Regions from separate parts of the Zea mays genome. Here all the other regions are linked to region 2. Evidence: chromatin contacts called from public Hi-C data. All regions are on one chromosome and are shown on one strand. Each heading gives the region's core, a stretch centred on a gene start, on an enhancer-like site or on the middle of the called end of the contact. The rest is flanking DNA. Distances are from core to core; before and after follow the strand shown.

Region 1 (3,103 bases), core at 56-2,555, 300 kb before region 2:
AAAAGATTACACAGCTTTCAAATAATTCATCCCAGTAAGATAAAAGAAAGAATAAAGTTGGCAATCTATCTTCCTATTCGACTAGTGCAATATTGGCATGAATATTGTCATTCATAATTAGGATATCGAACTAGAGAATTGGCATAGATATCCTTCAAGAGGTGCAAAGCATAGCTGGGAAGTGAGGACAAATCACCTGATATGTAGACTACAAAGAGCTTCTTCTCCCTTCTTGATTGATTAATTGCATCAGGAATAGATCCTTTGTACATCAAGGAATTAATTGTTCTTTCCATCTGTACTTACAAAAAGGGTGTCATACAAAAGATGATTACATTGAATCGCACACATATGCTTACAGACTACCGTTCAAAAGAGGAAGCAAAGTAGTAAACTATATGCATTATAACCAAAAACAACAAAGGGGATCTTCAGTTGGTTATTGATGAACAACATGCTCCCACCTTTCCATTTACCATCACCATAGAATTGAAAACACGATGGAAACATTGCCATAATATTGTATCATAAATCATTCATGGATAAGGCTGAGGTTGACCAATAATATGACATCAAAATCCTCACAAGGAGCTAAAGCATAATTTTCTGTAAACCAAAGCTCCCACACTGTAGCGAATTCAAGTTACTTAGGTAGGAAGTATATTTTCAACATTAGAAAATCCAGAACCATGTCACCAAAAGGCCCACGCCAGTCATCAGGGTGACAATCCTTGACATCAGTTCTTGTTACCAACTTCAATTTCAAGTTTACCGAATCCTTTGTTGACATGACTAGAGAAATGACAAAAAGTAACAAAAGCAAGGGATGTGTAGAGAAGAAAACAGCAAAATCACCAGCGTTTTCTAAATTCTACTAATTAACAATCAAGCACTCCAGTGCAAAGTAAGCTTAGCACCAAGTTATTGCAAAACATCAACCGAGTCACCACCATTGAAATATCCAACTAAAGATGTTACTGAGTACGTTGCGTACACCCTGAGGGGTGGGGGCATTAAAGGGCGTATATTGGTTTATTGTAGCTAGATCAGATCGGAATAAATGTAGCCAAATAGCTTATGTTAGGGTTCGGGTGCCTGCAGAAACGGAAGGGAAACGGTGCGATACCCTTGTCGGTGATCGTCGCCGGCGAAGGACGCGATGAAGGCCTGAGAAGGTACGGACGAACGCCTGGGCACCCGGAGTAGAGCGGCGGCGGCGGTCGCCCAGTTGCCGCACTAGAGGGAGAACACGCTGGGCGAACGGCAGATGGAAAGGCCGAACCACTAGTGAGGGTGTTTCGTTCTGGTGCATCATGGTCCATTCTTCAAATTTGGTGGGATGACTTCATTCCACATATTAGTATTAAACAACTAACTATAAGAAATGAGGTGCTGATGGATTAACTCACTCTATTCCACAGACCAAACAAAAAAATGAGGAGTGAGAAAATGATGGACTATATCATTCCTTAAACCAAACACTCCATAGATGTGGCAACAGGTAGGAATGGCAATGTGCAGGGGTGAAGTTCGAGTATATTTGTCCAGGTGGAATACAAATGGTAGTGATTTGTATATATCCAAGTTCGAACTATTCAACAACTGTATCGGTCTATAGAGTATTCAGATCATATTGTGTAATATCGATGTGTGTAATATCCATTTTGCCATAAAACTGGTACAAAAGAACCATTAAACTATATATAACTTAACATAAACTAGTGTTGACGTTATAGCGGGCAAGGGATCTACTGATTGCGCGTTAAAGAAGCGCACGAATCGTGGTAGTTGTCGTGTATCTCACTTTGTACGAGGTTGTCGTAAAACACATCAAAAAGTGTCATAAGTTGCGTAAAACACACCGTGTTTTTAGTGCAAGCGTAAAACACAATAAGAAGTGTCATAAAATTTTGTTTGAAATACATAAATCACGATGTTCATATAATGCACTTGTTTTATGCACAATATGCCAAATTATAAGATACAACCATATTTTTGTCAGTATTGATGCAATCATACACGATCACGGTCATACAGATTCTTACAACTTTCTACTATGGATGGCCACTACATGGAAAGCAGATGCCACGATATAGGCATACATGTTCCCTATAGACACGGTACAATAAATATTAGAAACCTACTTACATTATGAATAAAATAACATAGAACTTGGGATCCATAAACAAACCAAAAGATTTAGACGATATGGGTCTTGTTGTGTCTACAGGACTCAAGAGCAAATTGTAGACCCTCATAAAGTGCACACATTGCGCAAGTACATGGACACTCACTGAGCTAGTCTTCTCCAACAAGGCTATCCTAGCGTCTCTTTCTGCTAGCTCAGTCTGCAAGCTAGGACAAACAATACACACACCTAACAAGCTAGACCTAGATGTCAACTCGTCGCGTTGATCTAGCAAGGTGGCGTGCTTGGTCTGCAAAGTTGTGATGTTCGACATGTGTAGAGCGCACTCATCGCATTCTATCTTGTCAGACACCACAACTAAAGCTCTAGCAGACTCAATCTCTCTAAGTGTGCTCTCATACTTGAATTTAAAATCTTTACTCTCACGAGCAACAATACTAAGCAACTTATCCTAACTAGCCAATGCAGCCGTGAGCTCTTCTACCTCAGCGGCGAGATCATCGGCAGAATGAGATACCTCAAAAGCAGTGCCATCGTCGATGTCCTGGCCATCGCATCATGACCAAGCGCCATGTTGCAAAGACCGCTTACGGTGGCAGTGAGGAAGCAGAGTCCGTTCAGCTTGTCCTCGACTCACTTGTTGGTCTCCTCATCGCTCGAGAAAGACGTTGCATCGTCGGAGTCTTGGTTGAGGTCACTGAAAGGGGCAAGGAAGGCATGCTCCTTGATATTGGCCTTCTAGTGGTACTTCTTCTTGAGCGCTTCCTTGTTGAATCCTCCCTTGGACTTGTGCTTGCCTGAGGTGTACTCCTGCTTGCCCTTGCGCCGACCAGAGTGGTGGTCGCGTGGGCCACCTCCTGCTTGCCCTTCTTGGGGCAACTAGCGACAAAGTGGTCGGTATCGCCACAGCTGTAGCATCCATCCTTCGACCCGCCATGTCGTCGGCTTATACGG
Region 2 (2,704 bases), core at 199-2,698:
TGGCCAAAGTGTTTATGCAGCAGGTCTATCGTTTACATGGCATGCCTTCAGTCATTATTTCAGATCGTGATAAGATCTTTACCAGTAACTTGTGGAGGTCCTTGTTTACCATGGCTGGTGTGTCTCTACAGATGAGCTCAGCCTACCACCCCCAGTCTGATGGCCAGACTGAGAGGGTGAACCAGTGCCTGGAAACCTTCCTTCGATGCTTTGTGCATGCGTGCCCCACAAAATGGATGGATTGGATTTATCTGGCAGAGTTTTGGTATAACTCAAGCTGGCATTCGGCATTGGGTCACACTCCATTTCAGGTTCTCTATGGTTATTCCCCTCGCCATTTTGGATTGGATTCTCTGGACACTTGTTCTACTCCCTCACTGGCTGATTGGTTAGAGGACAAAGTGGTGATGCAGAAACTCATTCAGCAGCATTTGGTTAGGGCGCAACAGCGCATGAAGTTTCATGCTGACAAAAAACGTTCGGATCGGGTCTTCGCTGTGGGGGATTTGGTTTATATCAAGTTACAGCCATATGTTCAATCTTCGTTGGCCCCCCGATCTAATCAGAAACTAGCGTTCAAATATTTTGGTCCATTTCCGATCCTGTCTCGCGTCGGTTCTGTCGCATATAAGCTCCAGTTACCGCCTTCATCTTCTATTCATCCAGTGCTTCATGTATCCCAACTCAAGCGAGCGCTGGCACCGTCTGAAACTACTGCTGAATTGCCTGATCGTTTTGATGAGTTGCAGGTGCCGGTTAAGATTCTCAGGCGTCGCCTCGGCGCTGAGGGCTCTTATCAAGTGTTGGTGCAATGGTCCGGCCTGTCCCCGTCATTGGCCACATGGGAGGATGTTACACATCTCCAGCAGCGGTTTCCTCAAGCCCCTGCTTGGGGACAAGCAGGATTTCTACATGGGGGGAATGTCAGTAAAGAGATGGTGGAAGATGGGCCAAGACATGAAACAACACATGGGCCAAGGCACAGTAAAAGGGCTCGAGCTGAGAATGTTCGCCTGAAGGGTCCAGAGTGGGTGTCGTAGGCTGTAGCTGCATAGCTTGGGTATGTAACGCTGTGAGAATGAGAGAGAGGACATGAACATTGTAATAACTGAATTCTTCTGTCTCAAGTAACACCGCCGCCTGGCTGCCGCTGCTGCCGGGCTCCTCCTCGTATCCAGTTTCTAGCCTGTTCTTCTACTTCTCTACCCCTACCCAGCTATTCTGTTAACAGATTCCTATTCGCTTATATCAAGCAATCCCAATAATCACACGAACTACGCACAGTGAGACAACGTTGCGTTTTTTTTTTCAAATAAAGCGACGCGCATTGGCCTGATGTCCACTCTGAAGCACTAATTAATTAGGTAGCCTAATTGCCCAGCACCACGAAACGCATATCTCCATGGACCGGCAACATCACCCCGCACGCATAGATCCATTGAAATGCTCTCGGCCGAAAGGGCAAGAGAAGCATCCCCTTGACAAGCATGCGCTGCGATTCCTCTTGATGATGGCTACTAGTCTACTACTATAGCAGGCTTAGCTAGCAGCTGTACAGTGCACCACACGCAACACCTGTGAGCAGACACGCGGCGAGCTCCGATTCGCGGCGGCTGCCTATTTGAGGCGGGCAACAGGAGCGCGCTCATTGAATAAACTCCCGCTACTACGTCGCTCTCGCACCCGCCTTCGTCAACATCAACGCCGGCCGCAGCTATAATAGGCTATAGCATGGCGGCAGCGACGCTAGCACTACTACTAGTGACGCTGGCGGCGCTGCACGGCGCGGCGCCAGTACTGGCCGTGGCCGGGGACCCGCCGTTCTCGTGCGGCCCGTCGTCCGCGGAGGCGTCGGAGGGCCTCGCGTTCTGCGACGTGACGCTGGCCCCGGCGCAGCGCGCGGCGGACCTGGTGTCCCGGCTGACGGCCGCGGAGAAGATCGCGCAGCTGGGCGACCAGGCGCCGGGGGTCCCGCGGCTTGGCGTCCCCGGGTACAAGTGGTGGAACGAGGCGCTGCATGGTCTGGCCACCTCGGGCAAGGGGCTCCACTTCGACGCCGCCGTCCGCGCCGCCACCAGCTTCCCGCAGGTGTTGCTCACGGCCGCCGCCTTCGACGACGACCTCTGGCTCCGCATCGGTCAGGTACGGTACCTTACCTAGTAACGCGACGGGTGAGCATTGTTTTTCGATTTCCTTTGCCTGGAACAGCGTACCGGCGTACCGCTAACCGACAGGCATGGGCATGTACGCACGCTGGCACATGAGCGATCATGTTTCGCAAGCGCGGCCCGGGCCGGCGGGCGTGCCTGCCACACTGATCGTTACGCGATGTGGATTGGTTTGGCTGGCACACGGGCGGTTGGTTGGGAGCGCCGGCCGGCCCATGCTTCCACAATCGATGCCATGCATGCATGCACGCGCTGCCGCCGCTCTCTTGCAGCCTTTTCGCTGGTATCATCCGTGATTTGCTTGGGAACTGTCCGAAGGGACAACCAAGCTAGGGTGCGCTTAAAAATTATACTCCCTCCGTATTAAAAAAATAGTCATCTTAGCTTTTGTTTTTATATCTATATTCAAATGATTAATGATTAATCTATAAAACATATATATCAAGTTTTTGATGAATTCACTATTTGCCTAAAACGAATTTTATTTTTGGTACAAAGAGAGCGTATATAATTGCACAACATCGGTGCTGAGCTTC
Region 3 (2,870 bases), core at 163-2,662, 380 kb before region 2:
TTTCACCCAAAGGCTGGTGCACATGAAGGATTCACAAGCTGCAGATTTGTTGGGATTAATCCTGTGGCGTAAGAGGAACCGGCAATTCCTTAGTGCCCATTTCAAGAGCATCTACCTTTACAGCCAGCATTTCTCATCTCACTCAGCAGCCCACATATTCCGTTGGAGCTTGCGCCTCAAGTTTGGCACATTTCTTTGCCGCGCTGGGCCTCCAGGTCCAGGGCCCAGGCTCTCTATATTACGTAAACAAACCCAGAGTTCCGCGGGAATCTCACCTGTGAAAGCGAGCACACGCAACGCAGCTACGCAAGCAAGCCTGTTCTCTGTCGATTGAGGCCGCTACACGGCGGCAATGGAGGGAAGAAGGGCGGCCGTGTCGTTGGTGGCAGCAGTGTCGCTGCTGCTGGCGTGCTCGCGATCCCCATTCCCGGTCGTCGCCGCTGATGAGGGCGAGCCGGCGGTGGGGGCCCCGGACACGAACCAGCTGTGCGTGAGCAAGTGCGGGACGTGCCCGACGATCTGCACGGCGTCGCCGCCGACGATCCTGCCGATGACAGCGCCGCCGCCGCCGGCCCTTGCGCTGCTGCCGCTGTCCGCGCCCCCGCCGCCGTACCTGCAACTGGTGCTGCCGCCGCCGCCAACGGGGGACGTGTACGACCTGCTGCCTCCGGTGACGCCTCTCACGAGCCCGCCGGAGTCCCCGTGCACGACCCCGCCTTCGTCCTCATCGTCGTCGACGGAGCCTCCGCCGTCGCCACCCTCCTCCTCCTCGCCGCCGTCGCCGCCGCCGCCGAAGAGCGGCGGCGACGGTGGCAGTGGCTCGTCCTCGCACTTCTCGTCCCCGCCGTCGTCGTCAAACCCGTACTACTACCTGTACCTCTCCGGCGGCGCCAGGGCCCGCGGCGGCGCGTCCAGCAGCGCTTGCGCGGCGCTCGTCCTCGCCGCGTTCCTGCCCGCCGTCGCCCTCTTCAAGTGACGCGCGCTCTGTTGGTTACTAGTTACGACTGCCATCCATCAGTCGGCTGTCCAGACCGGCCGGCGTAAAGACTAGGACATGCATTACGTACTCTCTTCGTTTTGGCATCCGATTCGATGATGATCTGTCGACCTTTCCGATGCCAGATGATTGTCCATGCAGACAGTACGTAGTTGTGTTTACATTTTGTCCATTGTACCTTAATGATTTTGTAAAGTGGATTCTGATGATGGTTTATTGTGTTCGTTCTGCCTTTGGCTTCGACGTTGCTCAGTGTGCCTGTGAGGAAGCTGTTGCAACTTACAATCTTCTTCTTTTCCTTGTTTGTCTCACACCTGCGGTGAATTGACACCTATTTTTGGCAAGCAGCTCGATTTAGCATTTTCTGGCCGATTAGCACATTGACATGTGGGCCCTTCTCCTAACAAATGAGCACCAGAAGGGGAACCCCCTAGCTCCCCTCCGAAACGAAGCAAACTCACGAGCTCCCGCCAAATTAATCTCCTCCATCCATAAATACGAATTTCGACGCAGAAGACGACGGAGCGTCGATCCATCTCGATCGATCGAGTTGTTCGTCCGTCGCATGCAACTTGCAGCAGGCGCCTTCTTCTTCGGCGCGACGAACTAGCTAGCTAGGACCCCATCCGGCGGTGCACCATGCTGCGGTCCACCGGCGACCGCGTCGTCGTCGTGGGCGGCGGCATCGCCGGCGCCCTCCTCGCCAAGACGCTCCAGAACCACGCCGACGTCGTCCTCATCGACCCGTGAGCTTCCGCCGCGCGCGCCGTTTGGAGCTGCCCTCCTGCACATTTCATATTTCCCTCCCAGCTAGCGTAGCGCGCGTGGATCGGATCGGATGATCCATGCATGCTAGCTTCCCCTTGATATGTATGCATGCATGCATGGCCGGCGACGTGCGACCCATGGATTATTGGATCCTTCCGTGCATGCAGGAAGGAGTACTTCGAGATCCCGTGGGCCAACCTGCGCGCCAAGGTGGACCCGGCGGCGGTGGAGCGCACGGTGATCGCGCACTCCGACTACCTGACGCACGCCAAGGTGGTCACCGCCTCCGCCGTCGGCCTGGACGACTCCGTGGTGCTCACCTCCATCGGCCGCGCCGTGGCGTACGACTTCCTCGTGGTCGCGACGGGGCGCACGTGCAACCGGCCGCAGAAGCGGTCGGACCGGCTGGAGATGTTCCAGCGCGACAAGGACCGGATCGACGCGGCGGAGTCGGTGCTGATCGTCGGCGGCGGGCCCATCGGCGTGGAGCTGGCGGCGGAGATCGTGATGAAGAGCCCCGAGAAGCGCGTCACCATCGTCCACGGCGCGCCGCGGCTGCTCAAGGTCATGGGCGCCCGGGCGTCGGCCAAGGCGCTCGAGTGGCTGCGGTCCAAGAACGTCACCGTGCTGCTGGACCAGACGGTGGACCTGGCGTCGGCCACCCCGGACACCCGGACGTTCACCACGTCGGCGGGGGAGACGCTGGAGGCCGACTGCCACTTCGTGTGCACGGGCCGGCCCGTGGCGTCCGGCTGGCTCGGCGGGACGATCCTCGGGGAGCACGTGGACGAGGAGGGCCACCTCCGGGTGGACGACCACCTGCGCGTCGGCGGGCTGCGGAACGTGTTCGCCGTCGGCGACATCACGGACGTGCCGGAGGCCAAGCAGGGCAACCTGGCGCAGCGGCAGGCGATGGTGGTGTCCCGGAACCTCCGCCTGCTGGTCAAGGGTGCCCCCCGGGAGGAGAAGCTGCACCGGTACAAGCCGTCCCCGAGGACGTCCATGACCGTGACGCTCGGCCAGCGCGACGCGCTGGCGGAGCTGCCGTTCATGACGCTCATCGGGCACATCCCCGGTGCCGTCAAGCCACGGGACCTCTTCATCA

What was found. A called contact is a pair of places that touch in the nucleus more often than the background predicts.
Region 1: a Hi-C map of tassel shows a contact between it and region 2, with 2.2 times the contacts expected there. The contact joins the promoter of LOC100502378 here to the promoter of LOC100502339 in region 2. A contact is called at or near these places in 4 of 25 Hi-C or Micro-C datasets (ear, leaf and tassel).
Region 3: a Hi-C map of tassel shows a contact between it and region 2, with 4 times the contacts expected there. The contact joins the promoter of LOC107275229 here to the promoter of LOC100502339 in region 2. A contact is called at or near these places in 2 of 25 Hi-C or Micro-C datasets (root tip and tassel).

The regions. Positions count from the first base shown.
Region 1 is chr4:202,657,806-202,660,908 of Zm-B73-REFERENCE-NAM-5.0, forward strand. LOC100502378 reads right to left here and starts at 1,306. Exons shown (of 10, transcript NM_001323921.1): 1 at 1,127-1,306; 2 at 197-296. The coding sequence starts at 296.
Region 2 is chr4:202,959,775-202,962,478 of Zm-B73-REFERENCE-NAM-5.0, forward strand. It overlaps LOC100502339 (putative O-Glycosyl hydrolase superfamily protein), which reads left to right and starts at 1,449. Exons shown (of 3, transcript NM_001320706.1): 1 at 1,449-2,142. The coding sequence starts at 1,732.
Region 3 is chr4:202,580,296-202,583,165 of Zm-B73-REFERENCE-NAM-5.0, forward strand. LOC107275229 (FAD/NAD(P)-binding oxidoreductase family protein) reads left to right here and starts at 1,413. Exons shown (of 2, transcript NM_001320476.1): 1 at 1,413-1,743; 2 at 1,933-2,870. The coding sequence starts at 1,637. LOC100285473 reads left to right here and starts at 274. Exons shown (of 1, transcript NM_001158366.2): 1 at 274-1,219. The coding sequence starts at 353. The coding sequence ends at 976.